3 separate regions of the Drosophila melanogaster genome follow, and all the other regions are linked to region 1. The links are chromatin contacts, called in public Hi-C maps. All regions are on one chromosome and are shown on one strand. The core of a region is the stretch at or near the end of the contact, and the rest is flanking DNA. Distances in the headings are between cores, read along the strand shown.

The links. Hi-C and Micro-C count contacts between places; a contact is called where the count stands out from the background.
Region 2: a contact with region 1 is called in a Hi-C map of the Kc167 cell line, with 3 times the contacts expected there. A contact is called at or near these places in 1 of 107 Hi-C or Micro-C datasets (the Kc167 cell line) and 1 of 7 datasets of targeted methods (the Kc167 cell line).
Region 3: a contact with region 1 is called in a Hi-C map of the Kc167 cell line, with 2.4 times the contacts expected there. A contact is called at or near these places in 2 of 107 Hi-C or Micro-C datasets (the Kc167 cell line and embryo).

What each region holds. Positions count from the first base shown.
Region 1 is chr3R:26,459,159-26,463,383 of dm6, forward strand. CG5455 reads left to right here and starts at 2,369. Exons shown (of 7, transcript NM_143224.4): 1 at 2,369-2,488. CG14238 reads left to right here. Exons shown (of 7, transcript NM_143223.2): 2 at 1-465; 3 at 529-680; 4 at 737-935; 5 at 988-1,056; 6 at 1,118-1,321; 7 at 1,382-1,823. The coding sequence ends at 1,589.
Region 2 is chr3R:26,123,163-26,127,387 of dm6, forward strand. It overlaps lncRNA:CR46060 (long non-coding RNA:CR46060), which reads right to left and starts at 2,261. Exons shown (of 1, transcript NR_133455.1): 1 at 1,647-2,261. It overlaps Cipc (Clock interacting protein circadian), which reads left to right. Exons shown (of 5, transcript NM_001276054.1): 4 at 1,273-1,495. The coding sequence starts at 1,312. CG14556 reads left to right here and starts at 3,497. Exons shown (of 1, transcript NM_143207.3): 1 at 3,497-4,225. The coding sequence starts at 3,565.
Region 3 is chr3R:26,796,981-26,801,205 of dm6, forward strand. It overlaps Tl (Toll), which reads left to right and starts at 2,061. Exons shown (of 4, transcript NM_079794.3): 1 at 2,061-2,500.

The DNA of each region.
Region 1 (4,225 bases), core at 1,119-3,618:
GGTGGGCAACATGACATCGACCAACTCGACGGTCTACAGTCCGAGCAACTACAGCATTCCCGTGGGCAACACCACCATCTTCATCACCAGCACCAACAGCAGTGGCGTGCCACCGGTGGCCACTCTGCTGGGTCAGGCCGGGGTCACCCTCTCGGTGACCCCGGACACTTGGACAACCCTCATCGAGCAGTTCCTCATGCTCATCCTGATCGTTGGTCGCTGGCTGCTGCCCAAGGGCGATCTAACCAGGGATCAGCTCAGCCAGTTGCTCCTGGTCTACATTGGCACGGCGGCGGATATTATTGAATTTTTCGATTCCTACAAGGATGACTCGATAGCAAAGATTGGATTCCTGGTCTTCCTTACACTGGGCATATGGTCCTGGAGCCTCATGCAGTTCACCATCGTGCTGTCCGCCACTCGAGGACGACGACCACGAGGCAGTGGATCGCATCACAAGGAGGAGTGCGTATATTTAATCATTTTATTATTAAAATGTAAATGATCATGGGAATCTTTATTCTGCAGACATACAGACTGTTGCCAGAACTGTTGCTGTGGCATTGATGTTTGGGGCATCGTACTCAATGTGATCCTGCAGGATGCGCCCTTCCTCACCTTTCGCCTGCTGATTATCTTCCAGTACAAAATCATTAACTACATGAACGTCTTCTTTACATGTACGTATTATAAATATTTTTATGCGTAATTTTATTACTTACATATATGTTATTAGGCAAAAACTCGTTGGTGATCATCCTGCAGCTTTATCGGCTATATGTGGTCAACGCCGAGTTCTGGAAAAATCGGCGTGAAAGTCGAATGGCCAAGTCACGTCAGTTTCAATCTCGTCGAAAAGTGCAGGATGCTGATCAGAACAGCATTTACATGATATCCAACGAAAGGGGTGGTGATGTCAAAAAGAAGATCAAAAGGTAGGTGTGGATGTAATTTAGATCCTTAATGAACTGCATCAACTATTTATAGGGCCAAGGACAAGGACTATGCGGAGCAGGAGGCGGTATACAGTAAAAAGAAGAAGGACAAGAAGGACAAGTGGGTCTTGAGCTCAACTGTGACATTAAAAAGAGAATTTAGATTAACCCACTGATTCCAGGAAGAAGCGCAAACGCAAGGATACTGGCTACTCCACGGCCAGCTCGCAGAATCTGTACTCCACGAAGGCGAGTGGCACGGACAAGGACACTCGCCGCAAGGACAAGAAGGGCAAGAAGTCCAAGCGCACCTGCAGCAGTTCACCCAGTGACTGCGACTTGGCCAAAAAGCAGAAGCGCAAGAACGCGGATAAAAACGATAAGAAGTAGGTAATATCTCGGGACTTGGCTGGTTATCCTTTGACTTATGATCCGATTTCCCGCAGAAAATCCCGCAAAATTGAGGCAGTCGTGGAGGAGTCGAGCAGCTCGAGCAGCAGCAGCTCCGATTCCAGCAACTCCACTCTGCCCAGCTACGAGGTCATCGACGAGAAGAAGGCCAGGCGCAGGAAGCACCGCGGAAGTAGTAGCGACACCAGTTCCGGGGACAGCAGCTCCTCCAGCTCCTCGTCCTCCAGCTCGGACTCGTCGTGAATGAGGCACTTTTTTGGCACTAACGCCAGACGTTAGGGAATCGATTTTTTTGGCAGTCACTTGCCAGCATTCAAGTGGCTGCGCCGCTGCTCCGGGAGCTCAGATTTGTAAGACCCCAAGGGGCAGGTCTATAATTTGATTGCAAACACACCGAGCGTTAATCATGAAAATACCACATGCTTACGCTTTTACATTAAAATGTTGTGAGATACAAAAGAAACTGCAGTGAGTTTTAAATACTTTTGAAACATTTATCTCTTCGCATTTCTGCATTATCTCTTCTGCATTTTGCACAACATTTTTATTACAAATTTGATGTATAATTTAATAGTGCTGAAACTCTGTGCTCCTTTGAATATTTTATATTAATTAACATGACATCTGCACGAAAATATTTTAAGGCTGTTTGTAGGCTTCCAAATAAGCTAGCATTTGCTATTTTCTTGATTAGTGCTCGATATATTTTGATATATTTGTATAAGCTACACTATGGCATATTTGAATGGATAATAAATACGCGGGCTCCACAGCGATAAGTTGGCAGCTCCGTTGGCATTAAAATGGAGCTCTCTTGATTAAATTTTCAACGTGGGGAAATTCTCTTAATGCTTTCTCTTTGCCGCATGAAAAGCTTAGCAACGCGAACTGCTGCTAAACTTTTGTTGACACACAGTTAGCTGTGATATTTGCCGTGAGTGTGTGTATGTGTGTGTGGGGTTTGGGGGGTGGGAGGGCTCTAGTTGGAGATTTCTCGAGAGCGTGTATTTTTGTAATAGCACAATAGTTGCTGCCGAGCGTCCAAACGCTGCGGACGCGATTTTCGCTTCGCTCCTCTCGGATTCGCAACGCTTTTCGAAAAAACCTCGCGTAACGCCAGAAGCTTTGTTGTTGTCGAGTGTGTAAGTTCAAGAGTGTGTATGCGAATGAGTGTGTGTGCGAGTGAGCGTGCTTTGTCGGATCCATCGCATATATACTTGATATATAGACGCACGATAAATGCCTATTAAGAAATGTTCTTCGAAAAGAACTCTTGAATATATCTGCAAGTGCCGTCTCTCAGTGCCCATCAATAAATCACGGCAGCTACATAGCATATACCATATACCCCTCAAAAAAAAAAAAACAACAACAAAGGTTCCCTTTGGCAGACTTTATTAACTATTAACCGGACAAACAAAAAACAGTTGTCAAGCCGATTAAAATTTAAATGGCTATAATGTGGCGCAGGTGTGAATTTTCTGTCTTTTTTTTTTGCTCTGTGAATAATTCAATTAATACTTGACAAACCTTTGGCAAATGGACTCATCACAGTTACAGTGCGAATTGCCCCGACAAATTGGCTCACCCCACACACAAATTATATATGGTATATATAGACAAATATATATATGTATGTATATATACATACAAGGGAGTGCACTGGATAATCTGGAACTCGAAACACGTTCGCGGCCTTAAAGTTCACAAATTATGGCTCCTTTTCCGATTCTTTTCGTTTTCGTTTTCATTTTCGTTTCATTACCTCTTCAAGCGCATTTTTATCTGGGCACGCGTAGTGAAGGTTAAGGCTTCCGCGGCTTAAAGTTACAACTCCCACGCCCCCTCAGCACGCCTAGCCCCCCTTGGGCACCACCCCCCGCCCCCCACACGTGTTGTTTTGTTTTCGGTCGTTGTTGTTTTGCGTTTAAGACACCTTAGTCGTCTATGTATGTATGAAGAAATACAAAACCACAGCGGGCCTCAGCAGCTTTTGTCCGAGAATAATCCCGCTCTTTGGGGGAGTCTTTGAGACAATGATGGGGCTCTCTGCTCTCATTTGCCGGTTTTCCACTGAGAGACCGAGTGTGAGCAACCGCGGGAAAAGCAGCGAAGCGAGAAGCTCTCTTACAGAGAGAAAAACAAGGAAAACTCGAACTCATTTGCATACGCGGGTTTTTTCCTTTTAAACAATTTGTTTATTTAACGATTTAGCTATGTACAGACAGGTTAGCTAAAATGAATCTTTTGAACCCACGTTTTATTAGGGAGTATATGATCCAAAAATCTATAAAGCATAATAAAAAATACAAATTTTTTATTACATTACAGGGCGCTATTTCTGTTGGGAAATTTCTTAAAGTAATAAATAATAAGATCAACGATTTGCTTCATTTGCTCGCTTATGTTTATACACATTTCGTTGCCATGCCACAAGAAACTTGTTCAAAAATAAAAAAAATCATTTGATGAAGGAGATACATATTTTCCATATATTTCCCCCGTGTAATAATTTATGTTTCAGTCCGTTTGCCTTTCATACGATAGACCAAAGTCCACACTTGGCCAGCGACAGTTGCGAGGGCTCAATCAAACCAGTCCATTGAAGGATGGTAATTAATATCTGGTGCGTTTCTTGAGGTATTTGGTCGAAACATACTAATTAGCAGAGAGAACGGCTTGTCATAGATACGCCAATACACGCCAATAGCCACCCACTCAAGGTCGTTGGGGGTCAAGGCTGCCGCCGACGGTACAGTTCCTCATCGTCATTATCGTCAGTAGCATCACCAGACAGAACATTTTCAGTATGGCCTGATCCATGCTGTGCAGACACAGATATACATAATCTAAATGAATTGCCGCCTCTGGCTTTGCAT
Region 2 (4,225 bases), core at 1,011-3,510, 340 kb before region 1:
CAAATTTAAGAGATTTAAATTCGGAATGAAATTTCAATTATATTTTAGATTCGACTTTTTCTCTAAGTGGACTGAGCAAACGCCTAGTCGCAGATCAGCCATCTAAGACTTTAACTATCGGATGACGGATAAGGCATAAATAATGAAAAGCAATTTCAGCGCATATTGGCGCATTGACATCGACCTGAATCCGACAGTCAGTGGCGTAGAAGGTGGGCAGGGGAAGGGGGTCTGGATATCGTCTTAGCCGCCCACAAGTATTTTACATTGCGGACAAGGGCAAATGGGCTTGGGGACAGGTTGGTAAAATGCCATCAAGGGCCACAAACATTTCATCATCGTCGCGAGCGCTTTTACCAAATGTAATTACACTCAAGAGATACACGTGCCGCCAACAGCCGCTCGTTTTTGGGGCGTTTTTCAATTTGAATTTGACTGCCGACAGGCGGGGCTCATCTCCACTCATCTCCCGGCACTTGAGCAAATTTGCCTGCCCGCCGAAATGCCCGTCCATCAATATTCCGACCCGTCCTTCCCTGCAAATCCACTTCAAGTGAGTTTGTTTACCTTTGCCGATGGCTGGTCTTTAGTTAGGATTTTGAGCCCACCTAATGAGCTTTAGCTGGCGGGTGCTTCGTCTGAAATTCCGCTTCGATATCCAGACTGCTTCAAAATGTCAACTTGAGAAAGGGAAACGACGTTGACTTGAGCTTTGAACCTTTGTTTGGCTCGAATGATTTATGTAGTTTTAATGTATTAGTGAATCTGATCTGGCTGAAAACAATGAACTGGATTTAGCGAGGATTAAATAAACAATTCATGGTGATTAACAGAAACGCAAGGAAGATGTACAATTTAAAAGATTCATATATCTTCAGCGGATTCTCAGTAAGACGGTGCCTTTTCCTTATCATTTGGAATTCCCTACGCACTCATTGTTAAAATTTAATCATAATGGTGCCAGGCAGTTTTCGGTTCCAGTACTTATCGACCCCGAAGTATAAACGAATTTATGACGACGTCATATCCTGCCTTTGCTCAATAAACACAAGATCTTTTAAGTATCGCACTGCACTGCAGCAGATAATTTTCAGATTGCTCAAAGTTAAACGAACCCAAAGGAATTCGTTTCTCTGCATTCGAATACTCAATTTTAATTTGTTTACTGGTCGGCGCGTGCAGATCGGCAGCTTAATTACGCACTAAAACGTTTTATCAATTAATCAACGCGGCGGCTAATTAATTTGTGCTTCTACTTTCATTTGCTTTCAGTGTGAATACACGCTGCCAAATAAAAGAAGACTCAAGAAGATGGCGCCCACCATATGCTCGGAGAAAAAGCAGCTGCGCGAAACGCGGCGACATCATGGCGTGGCCACAGCCGCCATTTCATCAGCATCCGCAACCGCATCCACCGCATCATCGTCCTCGTCCTTGTCCGTGGGATCCACATCTGCAGCTGCCGCCACACAAGCTAGTTCGGTGCTCAACCATGGTGAGTAAACACTGAGATTACTCAGTAAAATGTAGTAGCGAAAATACAATAGTTCGCGTTAGGTTTAATATTCTTATTTTATTAGTTTCACACGACTGTATTACATTCAAATTTTAATTAATTTAAGCGCAATTAAATCTATCTCTCATTTATAATTTATCATATATAGAAGCTTAAGTCAATTTTGTTCAGTGCCAATAGCTTGCGGTGGGCGCACGCGGCGTATACGTAACATAGCCTTACATATTCATTGCAATATCCGCCTTGTCTCTTATCTGTTTTACTTTATTTTTTTTTTTTGGTATACCCTTTATATTCAGAATCCCCTGCTGATTTGCTGATGTCGTTGGTGTTGTGACTGTTACAAGTCCATTTCCCAGTTGCCAGTTGCCGAGCTGCTCACGTTACTCGGTCATGTTTAATTAATTTATGTAAACTCGGCCACCCACCTCCGTTCTCGGAGGTCTGTCCTCGTTTCCCACTTCCTCATTGCCATATAACCATGCATATGTGTGGCTCGACTAGAGAACTGGAATGCTCAAATGCACGTGCCATGGGCGATGGGCGATGGGCGTTTTGCGATGGGTTCACAATTGGGTTCGCATCGGGTTCTTCACGTGTTGGTCTCCGGTGTTTCATTGATGCTAATACTGCCAATGTTGCTCCATGGAAGGCACGCGAGTTTGGTGTTATGCCACAACAATTTGCGTCAGCAATTGGCTCCAGCTGCTCTTCCGCCGGCATTGGCTGTTGGGTAAGACAGACTCGGCTCGCAAATCTGGCTGACACATTTATATAAGCGATCTAATGCCGCATGACTGCCACCGAAATGGATATGGGCTCAGTGGGATGCAATGGGTATCGAGTAGCAGGCGAGAAGGCAAGACAGTTTATCAAGTATCTAAAAATAGAAATTTTCAGATCAAGTCGATTTAAAATATATGGATTATTATTAAGATTAATTCGAGATTAAACAGACAACAAACCGCGTTCTGGAGATCATTGCTCAAATTTAGAGCAACAATTAGAAAGAAATTTAAAAGATACTTGCAGAGTCTTTAGAATATTTTACACATCCCAGTCAAATGATGCCCACTGATTACTCATTAGCCAAGTGCAATTGCCCGAACATTTTCTTAGATATTTTCCAAGAAATATTTCACAAGCACACGTAGCCAGGGGCGTCGGCCTGCGGGGCTTCCACATAAGTGTGTGTCATAACCTCCAGTGTTGTTATTGCTGCTGTGCCACTTTTGCCGGAGCTTTATTTACATGTTTTGCACATTTACTTCGCTTGCTTTTAGCCAAGTTTGCTATTTTTTTTCTCTTTGCTGCTGGTGCCATTTCCAAAGTGAATTCATTGAAAGCACCACTGTTGTTGCTGCCTTTTTATTTGTGCTCGTTGCTGCCTGCTAATTTGCAGCAACACATAAAAATAAACTGAAAGAAATACACCGACACAAGCCTTAAATAAAAATGGGTGTGACGAGGCCACGTGCAAGCCTCATGACGCTACAAATTCAAAACCCCCCAAACTCGTCAGCCTTCCCTGGGGAGGCGGCGTTCGAAAGGGGCGTGGCAGCCGGAGGGTTGGAATGTTGGCCAATGCCCTCGCCCTCTGCCATCACTGAAGGTATTTAACATTTTATTTCCATTTTAGCATCACCGGTGACTAATTCACAGAGAACGAAGCGAGGCACGTGCAATGGCGCGGCGATGACGAGGCAAGAGAACTCCAGTACTTTTAAAGTGTGTGAATAGAAGTTAGATACAGCCCAATGTTAGATACACACTATCAGTGTGGTTTTAAAATGGGTTAAGTAAATAGTTTGTTCTTAATATTGAAGTATCTTTTAGATAACTTAAATTTCTGTTGAGCAACTGCAATTTTTTATTCCAAGCCCAAGGCGCAAGCGAAAAACTCGATTAGTTTCATTAGTTAGTTTTTTACGAGAAACCCATTTTAATTCAAATGAAGTTACTAACTGTCAACCATAGTAGTAGGAGATTTTTGATTTCACTCGCATGAAAATTAAAGTACAAAACAGGAACAGAGTTCTTTCTTAGTCATGGAACTTGAAAACGTTAAAAGTTTGGGGGAAATTGCTAAATGTGCAAAGATGCCATTAAACGAAATGGATCTCATATCCCGAACTTCGAAATGTGGAAAAAGTGTTTTAGAAATCTTCGACGTCGATGAGAAGGTCAGTTTCTCATATGATGGAGGTGAGGAGGAAGAAATGGATATTCTCGATCGTTCAGAGCAGTCTGATGATCGACCAGTGAAAATGGCACACGATATTGACTGCCTGATTCGACAGATTGAGCTTATGCAAATAGCGATTAGGAAGCGTCAAGTTAAGAAGTGCAGCGAAGAAATTAGCGAAGAAACTGCTGAAATAGAAATAGAAGCCGGTGCTCAAGTAAAGTGCAAACAGCGGAAAAACCAAGGAATCGACATTAAGATTAAGGAAAAGTCTGTAGCCATTTGTCCGAATAACCAACCTTTGTGCGGCAATGAATTGCTGGAAGCCAGGAGTCTTCGTCAGGCCCACAATCGCATTCAATTGCAAATAGACGAACTGATCTGCAGGTATAGGAAACTCCGCGAAATCATCCACCAAATGCGCGAAAGGATTCGCTGCATGGAAGGCAATCTTATAGATTTAAATTCTGAAGCCGTTAAGTATGTAGCTTGGTCCAGCGAAGTTTCCAAGGAACTGAAGTTGT
Region 3 (4,225 bases), core at 811-3,310, 340 kb after region 1:
TTTGTACGTGTGTGTGAAGAGATATATATATGGATGTTGGGGTATATGTATATAGAATGTATCTTTCGGATACCAATTGCCATTAGTTTATTGAGAATCCGAAATTTATGGCTCTGCGTGTCGTGGCCAACCACGCACAAATGGTCACAAATCTGGACCTGAAACACATGTGGGCCTGCCTTTGGTTCCTCCAGCATCTGTGGCACGTACAAATTTCATTTGTTGCACTATTTATGTGCTTCTCCACTGATGAAAATGAAATCAAATTAAATTTTCGGCACAATTCAAAGTGAAATTTTGCAGCTAACATAAAACAAGGCAAATGAGGAATAAATCTCCCGATGTGTGTCCTGTGCGCTGGGTTTTCCCATGTGGGTACATTGAATGGGAAATTACTGGAATTTCCTTTCGGTCAGAATTACATGCGCATATTTCGGTAATATCTTTGAAATTTACAGTAAATCCTAGGTATTTGAAATGAAAAACACGGGCAGTGTGGCAAATGTGTATATTAATGCATCTTTGCGGGGAGAAGTAGCCATTATGTTGCCTATTAAGCTTATCCAGATTTGCGTTGCTTTGTTTGATTTGACGTAAAGTTATTTGCTTGGAAAGAAAACATCTTAAATCCTTGAAAATTGTGGTGTAAGCCTAGTAGTAAACATTAAAATTGTTGTTGTAATATTTCAACAAATTTATTTAAATTTCAAAGACTTTAGATAATTACCAATTGGGAAATGGAATCAACACAAGATTGCTATGAAAATTGTACATGAATTCAAAGATTATTCATAAGCATGTCCTAATTTTCCATACGCCGTGCATAATTACAGAAAACACAGTTGCAGAGGGATACGATTTCCATTTGCATTTCCCATTCCCCGTCCCTGTCGCACTTCACACGCTGCTCCCCCGGGAGCTATGTCCCATCCTTGTTCCGCATTAGCAGAACGCACTTCCACTTCATTTGAGTCGCAAGCGGCAGAGCGAGAGGGTAGATGTTGTGGAAGTGTGGTTTTAATTGGCACACAACAACAACAGCAAGCAGTCTGCTACGTGCTGGCAATTACATTTTACATTTTACTCAGAGAGAGAGACTAATCAACTAATAAATCCATAATCACTGTTATTACGTATGCTGCCTGAGATGCTTAGACTTTGAAGTTAACCGGTTAAACTTGGCTAACAAGAACTGAGAACTACTGGCCAACAACAACTGCCGGCTTTTCCCCCAAAAATGAAAACAAAACAGTAGAAGGCTCTCTTGCTCTACCACTTTCTCTTATACTCTTATACGAAGTACCTGTATTTCAACTGTTTTCCTCTCTCGCATGACTTTTATCGCATGCGATTTGTTTATAGTGCAACGACCACAGACACGAAGATAATTCGTGTGTCTCTCTCTTTTTCTCCCACGCATCTGTACCTTCGAACGGTATTTGTGGGGTAGAAGAAATTGCTCGACTTATTATATCGTTTGCCACTCAGAAGTTAGGGAAAGAATTTTATTTTTTATAAAAATCCTAGTCAACTAACATAAATCAACTGAAAGCTCGATTCCTCATATTATCACATTGTGTTATTGCTACAAGAACTGTTGTTCTAAAAATTCTTATCAGTACGTCAAAAATATAAAAAAATTTCGAGACTAGCATTTTTATCCAACTCATATTTATTTATAATAAGCTGATTATATATAAAACCCAAACAGCTTTATAGAAATAACTTCACACGTTATTTAAGGTTAAAAAAGTAGCAAGATAGGATGTTATTAAAAGTAGAATATAAAAAATATAATAATAATTTAAAATGTCTTAACAAACTGGAGCTTAAGGAACCAAAAGCAAACAAAATGATATAAAACATATAAAGACTGTGACAAAATTATTAAAATTTAAAATAAAATATATTAATAGGCTGATTACAAATTTAAGTAAATAATGTTTTCTATATTGAGCAAAGGGTATCTTGCCGCCGACTCAGCCACTCTCTCGTCTTTCCCTCCACACTAAGCGCACTACCAGCTCTTCATCTCTCAGTTCTTCTTTCTTTTCGAGTCGAGTTCAGTTTGTTCCGAATCGCCGACGTGAACGCACGCTTGTCGCGCTTGTAGCAGTTGGATTTTTGATTTTCCCAGCCAGAGTCCCGCGTTCGTGTGTTGTGGGCCGCTTTTGTTTGTCTCGTTTTGTGGCCAGCGATTTGGCAACCGAATAAGCCAAGTTAAGAGCAACGCTACGCAGCACAAAATCCATAAAAACAAGAAACACAAGGCGCAATTAAATGCAAATGTGTGAAAGTGTAGCAAGCATTTAACCAAAAATAAAATCGCAAAAAATCGCGGCTTCAAAGTGCGAACAAGCGCGAACAGAGAAGCTAAACAACAGTGCCAGTGCGTGTTTGTTCGTGGCAGCTTAAGAAAAGCCAAATAAATATTAATATTTGCACAAGAGATCGCAGCGGAGTAGCTAACCTCACATTTAATAAAACACGTATTAAAACGGTAAGTATTTACGTCTCCTTGTTCAGTTATTACACTTTGAACCGTGCCATCTCGCTCTGTCTCGTTATCTCCCATTCGATTTTGCTTTGTGCTAAGCTTCGCTTGGCTCGCGCTAAGCTCAGCTATCTCTGTCCCACTCTCTGATCAGTCCAATTCGCCTATAATTGCACAGAAAAAAATTTACCAAATTGATGGCTCATCGGGCAATTGGTTGACATTTTGTTCCAGTTTTGATCACAGTCAGATAAAATCAATTTAAAGTACATAAAATGAGCTGTAAAATATTTGTAAACATCTTTAAATTGATCTATTAATACTACTACTACTACTACTACTACTACTAGTACTCTGCGTAAAACCGTATTTTTTCCTGTGCAAATTGGCGATGAATAACAGTTTCAGCAGTTGTAACCGTTGCACAATTTTCCCCAGTGCTTGTGTGTGTCACACTCTTGTTGTCCACAATTTCCGTGGTTTTTCTCGGCACTTTCCAGGGAAATGTGCAAAATGCTGCAGTGCAGCAGCAAGTGCTCTTCGGCCTTGGGGTGTGCTTTGCGTTTTGGCCAACCCATGAACGAAACAAAAAAGAAAACAAAGCCACACGCATTTGGCCCAAAGCTCACGAGCCAGCATATTAACACTTTGAATTTTTGGCCAAAAACCAGTTTGGAATCGAAAAAACAAACAGACACAACAAAAGTTTATTTACTACCAAAGAGAGCTTCGTTCAACAGGTTTTCATTGCGGGGACTTTTATTCGTATTGAAGGTGGAAATACCTGGGTAATGCAGGTTTCAAAAGTACTTCTAACAAACCAGAAAATGCCCACTTGTGCTTTAAAAGCTAATAAGTTGCTGATTAGAAACAGCAAAACAAAATAAGAGAAGAAGGAAGGGACAAGAATCTTCTCGCTTGTACCAATTATGGTAAAAATCGTATGACCTTATGATAAACTTAGACTTTTGTTTTTAATTCATTTCGATTCTTCTTGGGTTTTCCAACACCATAAATCTCTTCTTAGTTGATAGCCCTTGACCACTAGCTACATTTATATGAAAAATTCGGAAAACCCCAAGATTCAACCCCAAAAGTTCAACGATTATCGCTCAGAAGCAGCAGGTCTTGAATTCAAGAACAATGCTGTTTTAACAATAATTATACAATATATATAAATTTTGATTGTATTTTTTTCCGATAGTTAACATCCTGCCATTGAGCTTCTTTCGCCTGAGGGTTTTCCGAATAACTGTACTCTGGATTTAGGTTAAGATTTTTCTTCTTTGGCCCACATCAAAGGCAAAGAAGCTTTCAAAGCGGCTATAACAATGGCGGCAAACTGAAAAAAAAAAATGCTAGTCTTCGTCTGTGAAGGTAAAACTGCGGAAGTCATTTAACAGTCTACTTAACTTCTGCCAAAAAAAAAAGAAGTGAACGAAAAAAATGAAGTGGAAAACGGCAAACTGCAAACGTTCAAGATGCTCCGCTTGGGTCTTTCGTCTTGGCCACGTTAGAAAGTAGCTGTAATTGTGGCTCCGTTATTGTTATGGCCAAACCGCCACTAGTCCAACTGCAGGCGGTAAAAGTTGCCCAAAATGAATTGTCATACAAACACGTTTGTTATAAATATTTCTGCACAATGAGAGACTCATTTAAGATTCATTGTACTCGCTTTTTTAGTTGTTAGCTTTATTTTTCCCCCTCTCATTATTGAGGGCGTTTGTCCAC